4 separate regions of the Mus musculus genome follow, and regions 1, 2 and 3 are each linked to region 4. Evidence: chromatin contacts called from public Hi-C and promoter capture Hi-C data. All regions are on one chromosome and are shown on one strand. Each heading gives the region's core, a stretch centred on a gene start, on an enhancer-like site or on the middle of the called end of the contact. The rest is flanking DNA. Distances are from core to core; before and after follow the strand shown. Region 1 holds the start of Cacybp (calcyclin binding protein). Region 2 holds the start of Tbx19 (T-box 19). Region 3 holds the start of Dcaf6 (DDB1 and CUL4 associated factor 6). Region 4 holds the start of Vamp4 (vesicle-associated membrane protein 4).

What was found. Promoter capture Hi-C pulls out the DNA fragments that hold promoters and counts their contacts. A called contact is a pair of places that touch in the nucleus more often than the background predicts.
Region 1: a Hi-C map of cardiomyocytes shows a contact between it and region 4, with 7 times the contacts expected there. The contact joins the promoter of Cacybp here to the promoter of Vamp4 in region 4. A contact is called at or near these places in 1 of 39 promoter capture datasets (the C10 cell line), 2 of 484 Hi-C or Micro-C datasets (CD4 T cells and cardiomyocytes) and 1 of 9 other capture datasets (adipose tissue).
Region 2: a contact with region 4 is called in a promoter capture Hi-C map of hippocampal neurons, with 7 times the contacts expected there. The contact joins the promoter of Tbx19 here to the promoter of Vamp4 in region 4. A contact is called at or near these places in 3 of 39 promoter capture datasets (hippocampal neurons, liver and pre-B cells).
Region 3: a promoter capture Hi-C map of pre-B cells shows a contact between it and region 4, with 3 times the contacts expected there. The contact joins the promoter of Dcaf6 here to the promoter of Vamp4 in region 4. A contact is called at or near these places in 1 of 39 promoter capture datasets (pre-B cells), 1 of 115 datasets of contacts at active chromatin or transcription factors (astrocytes) and 1 of 9 other capture datasets (liver).

Annotation. Positions count from the first base shown.
Region 1 is chr1:160,211,342-160,214,239 of GRCm38.p6, reverse strand. Cacybp (calcyclin binding protein) reads left to right here and starts at 1,348. Exons shown (of 6, transcript NM_009786.2): 1 at 1,348-1,593. The coding sequence starts at 1,573.
Region 2 is chr1:165,159,203-165,162,284 of GRCm38.p6, reverse strand. Tbx19 (T-box 19) reads left to right here and starts at 1,512. Exons shown (of 8, transcript NM_032005.4): 1 at 1,512-1,919. The coding sequence starts at 1,723.
Region 3 is chr1:165,458,941-165,461,726 of GRCm38.p6, reverse strand. It overlaps Dcaf6 (DDB1 and CUL4 associated factor 6), which reads left to right and starts at 1,264. Exons shown (of 19, transcript NM_028759.1): 1 at 1,264-1,596. The coding sequence starts at 1,500. Mpc2 (mitochondrial pyruvate carrier 2) reads right to left here and starts at 467. Exons shown (of 5, transcript NM_027430.3): 1 at 216-467. The coding sequence starts at 324.
Region 4 is chr1:162,569,085-162,572,180 of GRCm38.p6, reverse strand. Vamp4 (vesicle-associated membrane protein 4) reads right to left here and starts at 1,666. Exons shown (of 8, transcript NM_001356527.1): 1 at 1,401-1,666.

The DNA of each region.
Region 1 (2,898 bases), core at 99-2,598, 2.4 Mb after region 4:
CTGGACTTCTGCAGAATAAAACACTCTGTGCGTTTACATACTGTTTGAGCCTAGGGTATGATTCTTAGACCATTCATGGACTCTTACAGGTTCAAGGCCCCTCTTGCTCTTATGTTGTATTTAGTCTAACAGTCATGTTCGACCTGGACCCTTCCCTCTGCCTGTCTTCCTTATAGCTACAAAAAAAAATTAAAAATAATAAAAAAAATCTTCTCCATACTTTAGAAGTAGCCATGTCCTCCTCCTTTTTATTTCACCTTTTCATAAACTTCAAAGGGTGGCACCTTTCTGTCATTGTCCACTCCAGAAAAGGATTGTTTTTATTTTTATCACTATAGGCCATGGGACTGGTGGTTTGAGACTTTTATTTAAGTTGCAACTATACACGACATACATCCCTGTCTAACTTGTCATTTTGTGCAAGTTTGTGTGAGAAGTTCGTACAGGTTGCATGCCTTAATGTTACATTAATATAAAGTGTAGTGTAGCAGCATTTTCCTTGACTTGCTGATGCTAGTAACTCCCCTAAGCATCTGTAAGCTGACAGCAGATTGCTCTACCTCCCAATGGGTACTGTTTGTTTTCTGTCTCGGTTTACTGGGTGTTATGGACGTCTCTATGCTGTCATAATTAAGATAATTTGAAAAACGGTTTTACGCTGGGGGTTTACTAATCCGGGCTGCTGCAACCCAAAGTCCTAAGAATTCCTCCACATTTTACGTGGAAATTCACTCAATCCAAACCCTGCTGAAAATACAAAATAAACCGCTAGTAAAGAGCGAAGGCAGTGGAAAACTTCGTATCAAGAGCTCATATAGGCAAGGGAGAATGGAGCGTTCGGCCACTTGAAACCGTGCCGCTTTCCACCACGGCGCCCAGAGCCAGTCAGGAAGCCCGTGCAACCTTCCTACAGTCCCACGAGATGGCGCCACGTCAACGGTGCTAGACGCAGGACGCCTCCAGAAACCCAAGGCCCACTTAAAGCCATTGTTCTACTTAGGAGCCTTCCTCCCTTAACAAATCCGTCCTTTTTTGATGGTAGTTGTGCTTCTTTGGGGGCGCTCCTTTGTTCTTTCCCGATACCTCAGAGCTGCCGAAGACAAGATGGCGGCCTGGCAACTCCGCATCGCACCAGCGGAAGCAGCCCTTCTCGAGACACTTCCTATCGGGTCCCCAAACCTTTGAAGGTTAGTTCCGGGGCTAGGTCTGGCCGCGGTTGCGAGCTGCGACTGCGCAGCCCGGTTCTGCCGGCGCGGAACGACGTCTCAATCGCTGGGGCGGAAGGAAGTGGCTGGACGCCTCCTGAGCATTCGATCGCTCGCGAGAATTGAGCGTTGCTAGGCAACCAGCCTGGGGGCGGGACTAGACTCGGAGGGGCGGGGCCTTGGGAGGCTCCGGTGGAGCCTTGCGAAGGTTCCAGAGCCGTCTCGTGCGGAGGGCGGGCCGCCGTGTCGCGCCGGGTCTGTGGAGCTCGCTGCCGGCGCTGCGACGCTCGTGGGTGGCGTGTTCGGCTTTTCCTGTCTGCTTCGGTGCACCGCTGCAGCTCCGGCCTCGGGTCTGACGCGCGACGGCATGGCTTCCGTTTTGGAAGAGGTAGGGGTCGGCCTGGACCCACCGGCTCGCGCCGCCGGGCGGCGGCTGCTTTCCCGGGGCTGATGTCCTCGGCTCTGCCCCCGTCGCGGGCCCGCGGCCTCTACGCCGCCGCCTGCCTGGGCCTGAGTGTCCCGGCCGCGGCTGGAAGGTCGGGGGTGTGTCTGGATCCCAATTTTTGGCGCGGTTCGTGGTAGGCTCGCGGGTGGCGGTCCCCTCTCTCCATTGCCTGAGGTCTTCTCGGCTCCCGGTTCCTGGCCAGGGATCAGAAACCTTCCTGCAAAGCTCTGAGCTCCGGGCCGGGGGCCATGGGAAGGAATTCCCATGCCCGCATGACTAGTCATGGTCACCGCTTTCATTTTATAGGTGGTTATACATACATTCTCTGTATTATTTCTAAACGCCCTGGACAGTGCTTATGGTTTCAGTTTTTATTTAGCAGTGCCAGTGGCGGACCTGCAGGCCTTACACACGCTAGGCAAGCTCTCTACCGTTCCGGTATACCCCCAGTCTTTATGTATAAAAGCAATTTTTAAAAAGTTACTGGGAATTGAGCAGTAGGTACGACTAGGAAATTGCCTGGCGTGTGTTTTTAGATTTGTAAAAAATGAATGTGAATGACTTGACTTTTTGGATCCTCGAGGTCTCCATAGCAAGAGTAATTGAATTGCCGGGTTTTGGCCAATACAGGTTTTATGTGATTGACATATTGTTTTCACAGAAACATTGGCTGTTAAGATTTGCTTTTCGGAAACTTCTCCCTCACTTAGAAATCATGGGCTTTAAACACATAAAAATTAGGAAGTTAAAGTATTCATCTGGGTATCTTGCGACAAGATAGGCAGGCACCACGTGCTCACTGGGAGAGTGGAGAGGGTGGCTTAACAGTTGTGCAGCATTAATTGTCTCCAAAAGAGAAGGGACTTTAGACTTGGAGCTATGCATATAGGGGCATGTTTTTCTTCTGAGATTAAAATTCACCTTATTCAATCATATTAAGATGTGAAATTCAACTTTTTCTGTCGTACAACCATCAGTGTTACCTAGTTGCAGACTATTTTCGTTTCCTTAAATAGAAATCCATTGTAGGTGCTCCATCTACTTAGGCTGGAGCCTTAGGATTTTCTAGTTCAGTCGTGGTATCAGTATGGCATTCCTTTGGGTGGTTGAATACTGTCCCATTGTACAGATGGAATTCCTACTCTTCTGTTTCTCCATCTTGCCGATTGTGATTTCTTGTAAACAAGTTTTGTTTTGTGGGCATGTTTTTAGTCCGTGTAATTGCCAAATAATAGGGAAAGTCTTAGG
Region 2 (3,082 bases), core at 263-2,762, 2.6 Mb before region 4:
ATTGGTTCCCTCATACCCAGTTCAGTGCTGCCCACATTTCCCCCTTGAGCAGTGAGTCCTACTACTCTGCCCTCTAGCAGGTCCCTGCCTGGTCCTAGCCATGACTACTGGGTCCCCTCTTCTGGATACTCAACTTTCTCTGTGTCCTTTCCGTCACTGTTGAGATGCCTTCTCAAATCGCCTTTCTACAGCACAGCATCTAATCAGGACCCTCCCCACCCCAGCCCCGCCTCACCTTGCATGGCTTCCTCCACCACTTCGTCCTTTTGCATGATCTTTATTTTCTTACCGTGGCTGATAACCAAACTACTTCATGTCACTTCTTTCCCCTGTCAGATGGGTCGTTCTACGAAGATATCGCTTCTCTTCTATCACTTCTGTGGAGTGCTTAGTAGGTACTCAGTTCATGTTTGGCATCCTCCACATTCAGACTCCCCCTAAGTTTTCTGCTTTTATTTCCCCATTGCTCTGACATTCTTGTTTTCTTTTATAACAAGATAAACCAGCACCCTAGGCTCTCCTAGGGTTGGGGTGTTCCAGCTGTTTTGATGGTCTCCTTCATGGTTTCTACCTCCCCATCCAGCCACCCTGTGCTGTGTCTTTAGGAGAAGTAACCGTTTCTACTAATTACATCCTCAGGGAATAGCGGGACTCAATCCGGAAGGACAGCGTTGGCCACGGCTGTCCCAAAAGAGAACTGGGAGCCTTTTTGGACCAACGATTAGCATCACTCAGTCCAATGATGTAAAACGTTGATTCCCACCCAGGAGGCGCAGAGTTTTTCTTAGAATAGTTCAGGACAAATTACTTTCCCCCTTCCTTTCACTAGGACTGGAGATAAGAGAGACTAGGGGTCTGGATTCGAGGGAGGAAGATCAAAGTTCAAAGCTGAAAATGAAAAGGACCTTAGAGGTAAAAAGGGTGTGAATGTGGGTGGGTACAGTCAGTGGGGAGATGACAGAGGAGCTCCCTAGGGGAAAGAGGTCTGTAGTTCTTTTCCTCCTGACTTCAGTTTCTTGAGTGTAGCATGCAGAGAGACTTCCTTTATTCTCAGGTCTTGTATCTTGGCACAGAGCCCTTCACCCTCAGCATAGACTGCTCTTGTCTGCAGGGCTTCTGTGTCTGTTCAAGTTGCTAGATCAGGGTGGAGGGAGTTCAGCTGACTACTCTGCCAGGACAGCTTGCCCAGACAGCAAGTTTGTGGCTCCCCTGCCAGCACCTCCTTTTCTATAGGTGCCACATGCCACAATTTATACGCAGACATGATTTGACTGATTGTTGCAGTCCGGGCCTGGAATAATTTTAATTAACGGGAAAACGGTCCTCAATACACCGATTAGACCTCTTCAGGTACAACAAGATAAAAGCCTGATAATTTGGATGGAGTACTCTTCTTAAACGTCTACTGTAGGCAGGGCGGCCAATGGGAAAGCCAGGCTGACTCCCACCTGATCCAGTGAGTAATTAAGAGAGCGCTTTTTCTTCTCCACCTCCCCCCACCCTCTCCTCCCTGCTCCCCAACTGAAGCTTAACAGGTTGGTGGTATAATTTGGAGACTTTCAGGGGTGTCACACTGGAAGCTTTAGCAAGAGCCAAGGCATCTTATTCTACTCCCAGACACTGACCAGCTGGGGTCGAAAAGCCAGCAAGTGAGGGAAGGAAGGAGCCGGAGGCAGAGAAAGTGGGAACGGCTCTCAGCAAAGTTTGAAAGGGTCTACAGCCATGAGTGAACTGGCCACACAGAAGGCTGGCGAAGGCACTGTGTCTCGCCTGCTTAACGTGGTGGAAAGTGAGCTCCAGGCAGGGAGGGAGAAGGGAGACCCTACAGAGAAGCAACTTCAGATCATCCTGGAGGATGCTCCCCTCTGGCAGAGATTCAAGGAAGTCACTAATGAAATGATCGTGACCAAGAACGGCAGGTGAGTTTGACTGCAGCCCACTTGTGCTAGCCTTTGCTTGGCGAGGAAGGTAAGACACCTTTGGTAGTAAAGAGGCTACCACTCTTCGTTCAGAGGCAGCAGGCTCTGAACATCTTAAAGACAGTCTCGGCTGGCCGTCACTCAGCCAACTTAATTTCTTTGAGATAATCAGAGCAGTGGAAGATGGAGGCCACCTGTCTTACCTACATGTATTATATGGGGAATTATTTTGCAGGGGAGCATGCCCCATGCATTGGGGAAGTGGACTCAACTGTCAGAAACTGGTATTAATTTTTGAATGACTGTGTCCCCTGGAGCAGACCTGTGTTCAGTCCTGTTCAGATAATGTGAAAGTTGACTTTATTTGGAAACTGGATAGTTTGTTCTTAAGCACAGCACACCTGTCTGTCAGACGATTTTGACTAGTTGAAGACTGGGATTGAAAGGGCCACATGGCCTATCTCTCTCTGCCTGCTTCCTTGTGCATGTTGAGGGAGAATGAGTTTCGATTGTGTGTTTCACATAGTTAGGAAAGCTGGCGTATAATAGGGAATGAAGCTCTAATGCCCAGTTTTAGGAAAGAGAAGTTTTCTTCTTTCATTCTCCCTGCAAAGAGTGGGGATTGTCCATACCGCTCCCTGCTGGCATTTCTCAGATCCTGTGAAGCTTAGCCTGTTAGGCGCCTTTGAGGGAACTTTAAAGCTTGAGCTTAGCAGAGGAGATGCAAATGTTTTGAAAGAGACTCCCACTGCATGCTCACACATCTTTGGGTACCTATGGACACAAAGTACCCGAAGGACATTTTCAGTAGTGTTAGTTGAGCCCAGACTCTTTTTCTTACACCTTGAGAGAAATTTTGCTTAGAGAGAAAAGTTGAAATTAGCTGAACCTCAGGCTGACTTTTGTCGTTGATAAAAAGCCTTCAATTTCTGGTGTCTTAGCTTTGTAATTATGAATAAAACACAGCAACGAAAGAGAGCTGTCCCTTGTACAGCTGGGAGGATTATGAACGTGAGAGCTGTTGCATGACAATAAACTACTGTAAGACAAAGTTATACAGTAAACACACACATTTTATACACTGCGATCACAGTAGCAAAGCTACCAACCTTGTGTAAAAGTGACAGTCTTTTACTTTCCACACAGACTCCCATGTGTGTACT
Region 3 (2,786 bases), core at 15-2,514, 2.9 Mb before region 4:
AAAAGTCAACAAGGGCACTGGGTGCTGATACTCGGTTTTTGGAAAGAGACCTAAGATGAAACAAGGTGAAAGACTAGGAGAATTGATGGATTCCCTTCAGTGGCGAGATGAGGGCTCTGGGATTCCGGTAGCAACTCAACTGTCACAGGGCCTCTAATGTCCCGGTTTCGGAGGGAGAGGAACGATCTCCGTGCGAGCCGTTCAGGATTCATTACCTGCCGGGTGGTTGTAAAGCGGCCTCAATTTCTTTGGCAGCAACAACTCCACTTTATCCATGAGTCGGTGGTAGGTGGCCCGCAGGCCTCGGGCGCCGGCAGCTGCCATCGCGGCGGCCTAGGGATCGACAGCAGCAGGGTGGGAGCGCCGCTGTGTCCGCGTTCCTGGCTGACAACGAAGGGCGGCTCGTCACTTTCTCTCTGCAGCGCTGGGGCGTCCGCCTCTGCCCTAGGGCGCCCTTCCCCGGCTCTGGCAGCCAGAGGTGAAGCACCTAGAGGCCGAGTCCCGCAAAGGCTCAGGGGGGCGGAGCTCAGCAAAAGCCCGCCCCGGCCCGCCTCCTGCGAGCGGGTTGGGGAGACCGAGGGGGAGGAGTCATGGCAACAGGTGCTACAGAGGTCGCCGTGCTGGGGCCGCTAGAGCTAGGCGGGCGAGGCGTTGCGCAAGCTTAACGGCCTGCTCTAATTGGCTGGCCTCACAGAGCGGAAGAGGCGTGGCCAGAAATCATCTCCTTCCGGCCCTGGAGGCCATGTTGGAGAGGGGAACCTGAAGCCGCACTTCCGCCCGGTCCCTCACTTTGACTAATAAGCTTTCTGGGCTTCCCTCTCCCGAACTGAAGATGACGCTGGATACCTGTCGGACTTCCTCTTATTTACTTATTGTTTTTGAGTCGGTGTCTTCGCTGTGTACCCCAGGCTGGCTTGGATCTCGCTATGGTCCAGCCTCCCGACTGCTGGGATTGCATGCATGGGTCATCACGCCCGGTTTTTTCCTTTGACTCGAGAGGCGTGAGCAAGACAACCTCAGCGGCTTCCGTCATGCCTCTCCAATCCATTAAGGAGTAGGCTAGAGCGCCCTCAAGCTCCTCTCCTAGGGTGAGGGCAATCGTGACGCACAGCGGCTTCTGTTGCCCGTGTGCATCCTCTCGCGAGAAGGGCCGGGAGGGGGCGTGGTCTAGGGAGGAGAGGGAGGAGCTCGCGGCCGCCTCCGCCTTCGCCTCCGCCTCCCGCGGGAGGGGGGTCGAGGGAGGGGACTGTTGCCGATCTCTAGATGTTCTGGGTAGTCTGAGGAGAGTATGAGGCGAGCCGTGGCCCGGGTACCTCTCCGCTCCCGGGGAGAAGGCGCGGCCGTGGCTGCCGCCCTCTGAGTCGCGGCGCCGGCGAGGCCCCGGGGCGCGCGCATGGTGCTGGTGCCGCTCGGGTGTTGATCGGCCTGTCCCCTCCCTCTCTTCCCCTCCCCACCCCCCGCGGTGGTCTCCCCTTTCCCACCCCAGCCCCTGCGGAGCCATGGCTCGGAGTGGCTCCTGCCCGCACCTGTTGTGGGACGTGAGGAAAAGGTCCCTTGGGCTGGAGGACCCGTCCCGGCTGAGGAGCCGCTACCTGGGTGAGCGGGGGCCCCGGGGCGGCGGCGCTGAGGTCGCCGCCCAGAGGTGGGGGAGGGGGCGCCGCCGGGGCTGTTGGCGACCGGACCGAGCCCCGACCGGGGCGCCCCGCAGGCTAGGTCTCAGGTGGGATGACGGCGATCCGCGCCCGCTCCTCCTAAGGTCGGGGTCCCCTTTGCAAGCTGCCAGGCGCGGCTCAAGCTGGGCTTCCCTCGGAGAGCCGGGCCGTGGGGAGGCGGCACTAAGCCCGGAAAGGTGTTGGGGTCGCTCGTGGGCTGGGACTCCGGAGAAGACTCCGCGAGCCTTACGGAGATGCCACGTTGAACGCCAAAGTTGGCGCTTTTGCTTTTCTCCGGAGCTGTCCCCGCTCAGCCGAAGACCTCAAGGTGTTGCTTGTCCACCTTCTTCTTCGGCTTCCGCAAGGGGTTAGATGTCGCCCGAGAGAGACGCTGTTGACCACCCTCAGGGACTTGACACCCCAGCCGGGCTCGCTGTAAACCGTGGCGCTTAGCCCAAACCTAAAAGAGATCGCGGAGCCCTCCCCACCCCCGCGCCTTCCCAGGTCCAGCCTGCTGTCAGTCCCGTAGACCTCTTTTAGGTGGTGTAAGGTTTCACGTTCCTGTTCCCACCCCTGGAAAACACACTTGGCATTTTCTGTTTCTTAGTTAAGCTTTCTAAAAACAACCTTCAGGACTGTGGACGCAGGGTTCCACCTTTTTCGTTCTGTGTACCGTGAGTTTTGTTGAGTGTGTTGGGTCATGCCAGAGTCAACTAAAAAGTCCTGTTTCTTCAAAGTGCCTCCTCCCCCCAACTCTGTCATTTCTTTGCCAAGTGAAGCGATTTGTTGCTGTCATTTTTTTTTTTTTTTTTACTAACAACAAAAATAGAAAGAAATGAAATCTCATTACAGCCAATACTACTGGCTGTAAATTGCTTAAAGGACGCCTAGGTGTGCGTTTTAATGTTTTTAAATGAATGTTATCATTGTAAGAATTAAATACAAAAAAGCAGAAGTCCCAGAATCGGTCCCATTTGGATTTCATGCCACTGCCCCTAGAAATGTTTCTGTTTTGTGATTATTTTCCTTGATTTATTTCCTTCTTAGAAATGCATACATATATAAATACTAGTGCCTGTATGTGCACCCTACATGTGTGTGAATGAAAACCGGATGCATGGTGGTGAAAGCATT
Region 4 (3,096 bases), core at 417-2,916:
ATGCATGAGTCACAGCCCTGGGGGTCTTTATTCCACATTACTTCCGTTAGAATCATCTGGCCCATTTTATTCCTTACATCTTAATCTCAGAATAAATTTCATGCAGAAATATTACAGAATGCACCGGGAAAAAGTTGATAAGGCAAGAACTGGAGAAAATGAGATTTAAACTGTATCTGGACGATATATTTATATCCTTGACAGCCCAAAAGAAACAACTGGCTGATAACAGATATTGATCTTAGCTAACAGCAAAAGCTGATCTTAGCCAACAGGAGAGAGGGATCAAGCAAATTCACAAAATGTCTTTACACGGTATGACACTAAAACGTAATGAGGAGTAAACCTCTTATTCAAGTTCTAAAATCCAAGCTATCAGTTTGAGGAAGGAAGCAAACTCAGGCTAGACAAATAAACAAACCACCAGCAAATCAGCAGATAGATAAACGAGCTACCCTGGAACTACCCGCAACTAATGATATTTACAGATTAAAAATAAGTAGCGTAAATAAACTGTACTCAGAAATCAGAGTTGACTCCATTCTGCCTACAGTTCCTCCTACCAAAAATATTCTTGTCGTTAACGTGTCTACGTAGTAAGAGTCATCGTGATGTCTTTCCACGTCGTGGATGGAACACCACACGGTTCACTGAAGTGTCAACATCGCACGACTCTTACGTGTACTTCCCCGCTTGCTCAAATCTCTCGTATGCATCTTCTGTAGTACGTTCTCTATTCCGTGGCTTTACATGTAACGCACTTCTAACCTGTTGTTTAATCTACACTGGCTTTTTACCTCGACAAAACAAGCTCTATTTCATTTCGCTAAAAAAGCTCGAATCTGGCTGGGCACGGCTTTCCTTTGCTCAGCCTCCATCCCCCTCGCCAGTTCTTCCTCATTTCTCATCTGCAGTCTCGGCTGGTAACAGTTCCACGCAAATCGTGACTGGAAATCTTACTCGCAAAACCTGTTACGTGTAAGGATTCACCTCCACCCCCGGGTCATTCTAAGCACAGCGGGGATGCGCGCTTTCTCCGAACCCCCGAGGAAGGACCTCAGGCGAGCCTCTCTGGCCAATTCCTCGGCTCCCTTCGCCGCCGCCACCCCAGGCCACGCACCCCGACATCTGCTCGGAACTCTGGCCCCCGACTCCCCGTACAGGTGCCCCCTCGGGAACAGCTCTCCCCCTGGAGGGCAACTCGATCTCAAAGCTCCTCGGCCGCCCCAGCCCCTCCCCAGTCCTCGCGCCCCTTCCTCAGGACACCCCGGGCCCCCGGCCTTCCCCACTCGCGACCCGACCCTCGCGCAGGCCGGTTCCCAGCCCCAGCGGACGTTGGGGGCGGTAGGCAGGGGCGTCGCCTGGCTTCCTGCCTGCTCAGGCGCGCCGGGGCGGGATACCTGCGGTCTCCGATGGGCTCCCGGCAGCAGTCCCTGCTGGCAGCGCAGGGCAGGCGGGGGAGGGAGCGGGAAGCGGAGGAAGAAGGGTGGGAGGGGGAAGGCCGAAGGCGCAGAGCCGCCACCGCTCCGCTCTGCTGCAGCGCCCCCGCTCATCGAGCGACTCGGCGCTCCGCCGCCTGGCGCTGGGCAGAGGGGGCGGGCTCAGGCGAGGGAGATCGAGCCGCTCGGTACTCCGAGTCCTGGAGAGGGCGCAAGGGGGCAGGCTCAGGCAACGGAGATCGAGCGTCTCGGCGCTCCGGGTCTTGTCTTCTGGCGGAGGGGACATGTTCAGGCAATGGAGACCCTGAGCGGGTCGATCGCTTCCGTCTTTCTTGAACCCGGGAGAATCCCCCGGGGTTGTGACGTTCAGATCCGATGGAGGAGCACGTGGGTTGTACATGGGATGAGTAGGGAACGCTGAGAAGTCTTTCAACTGGAGCTGAAAGGGTGACTAGGATGTAGGTCCCGTAGAAGATGCTACTTTGCGGGCTGTCTGAGGGACCTGAGTAAAAGGGGCCGCATGTGATAAAATATCTGTCTGATACCATTTACAAAATTGCTGAGGGTTACTCAGTTTCATTCCTTTTGCTTGTAGCCTAAATGGCAGGATCCAAACATAGGGATTCAGGCGGGAAACCACCCTTACATTGCCATTCTGCCAATAATTCATCTCCTTTACAGTCTCTGCTTGACATATTTATTTAAAGAAGTCTGGCGTTGATAGACTTAGTCCAAAACTGTAGAAATGTGTATTTCTTTTCTTTTTTTTTTTAATTTATCCTCCTCCAAGTCTTTTAAGCTTAATGGTTATTAGTCCTTTGTTAAGAGTTTTTAAACTGTGGGGAAATATATTGCCAGTTATTTGATAGACACAAAAATAAGAAAAGATGCTCAGGGACAAGAAAACAAACCGGAGGAGGAAAATTCCAGGAGAAAGCCCTCTTTCACCCGATCTTTAGTTAGGGTTGCTGTTGGGCTCACTGGTTGAGAGTTTTCTCCTCACAACTTGGCTGACTTGGACTGAAATGGCCTGCCCAGATAGAAGGTATCTTAGTCTGTGTCTCTGGCAGGGCATGGTAGTGAGATTATCACGGAGTCACTAGACAGCCCAGAGGTGGTCTTTTGTTTGTTTGTTTCTATTTATTTAATGTTTTTAAAAGATTTATTATGTGTATGGGTGTTTTTGGCTGCATGCATATATGTGCATACACTACTATGTGTATGCCTGATGCTCTTAAAGATCAGATGAGGACTTCAAATCCCCTGGGACTGGAGTTACAGGCTGTTGCAAGCTGCCATGTGGGTGCTAGGAATTGAACCTGGGTCGTTAACAAGAAGGATAAGTGCCTTTTCTCACTGAGCCGTCTCTCCAGCCCCTTCAGTTGATGATTTTATCCGTATATTTGCTTACTATGCCGAACTTCCTTGCCTTGTTTCCTTAGCTAGTTAATGTCCTTGTCTGTTAACAGCATAAGGAAATACGATAGTAGAGCTACAATGGACATGTCATTCATACATGCCTTATTATTCTTATGAGTAATCTGTTATTTTTCTTTGTATTTAGTCATAATGCCTTAATTTGGCTACTTATTTTGATTGCTTTTGGGCCAGGAACATATGCCCCCACTCTTCTTTAGTAATGTGGGAGAGACCCTTT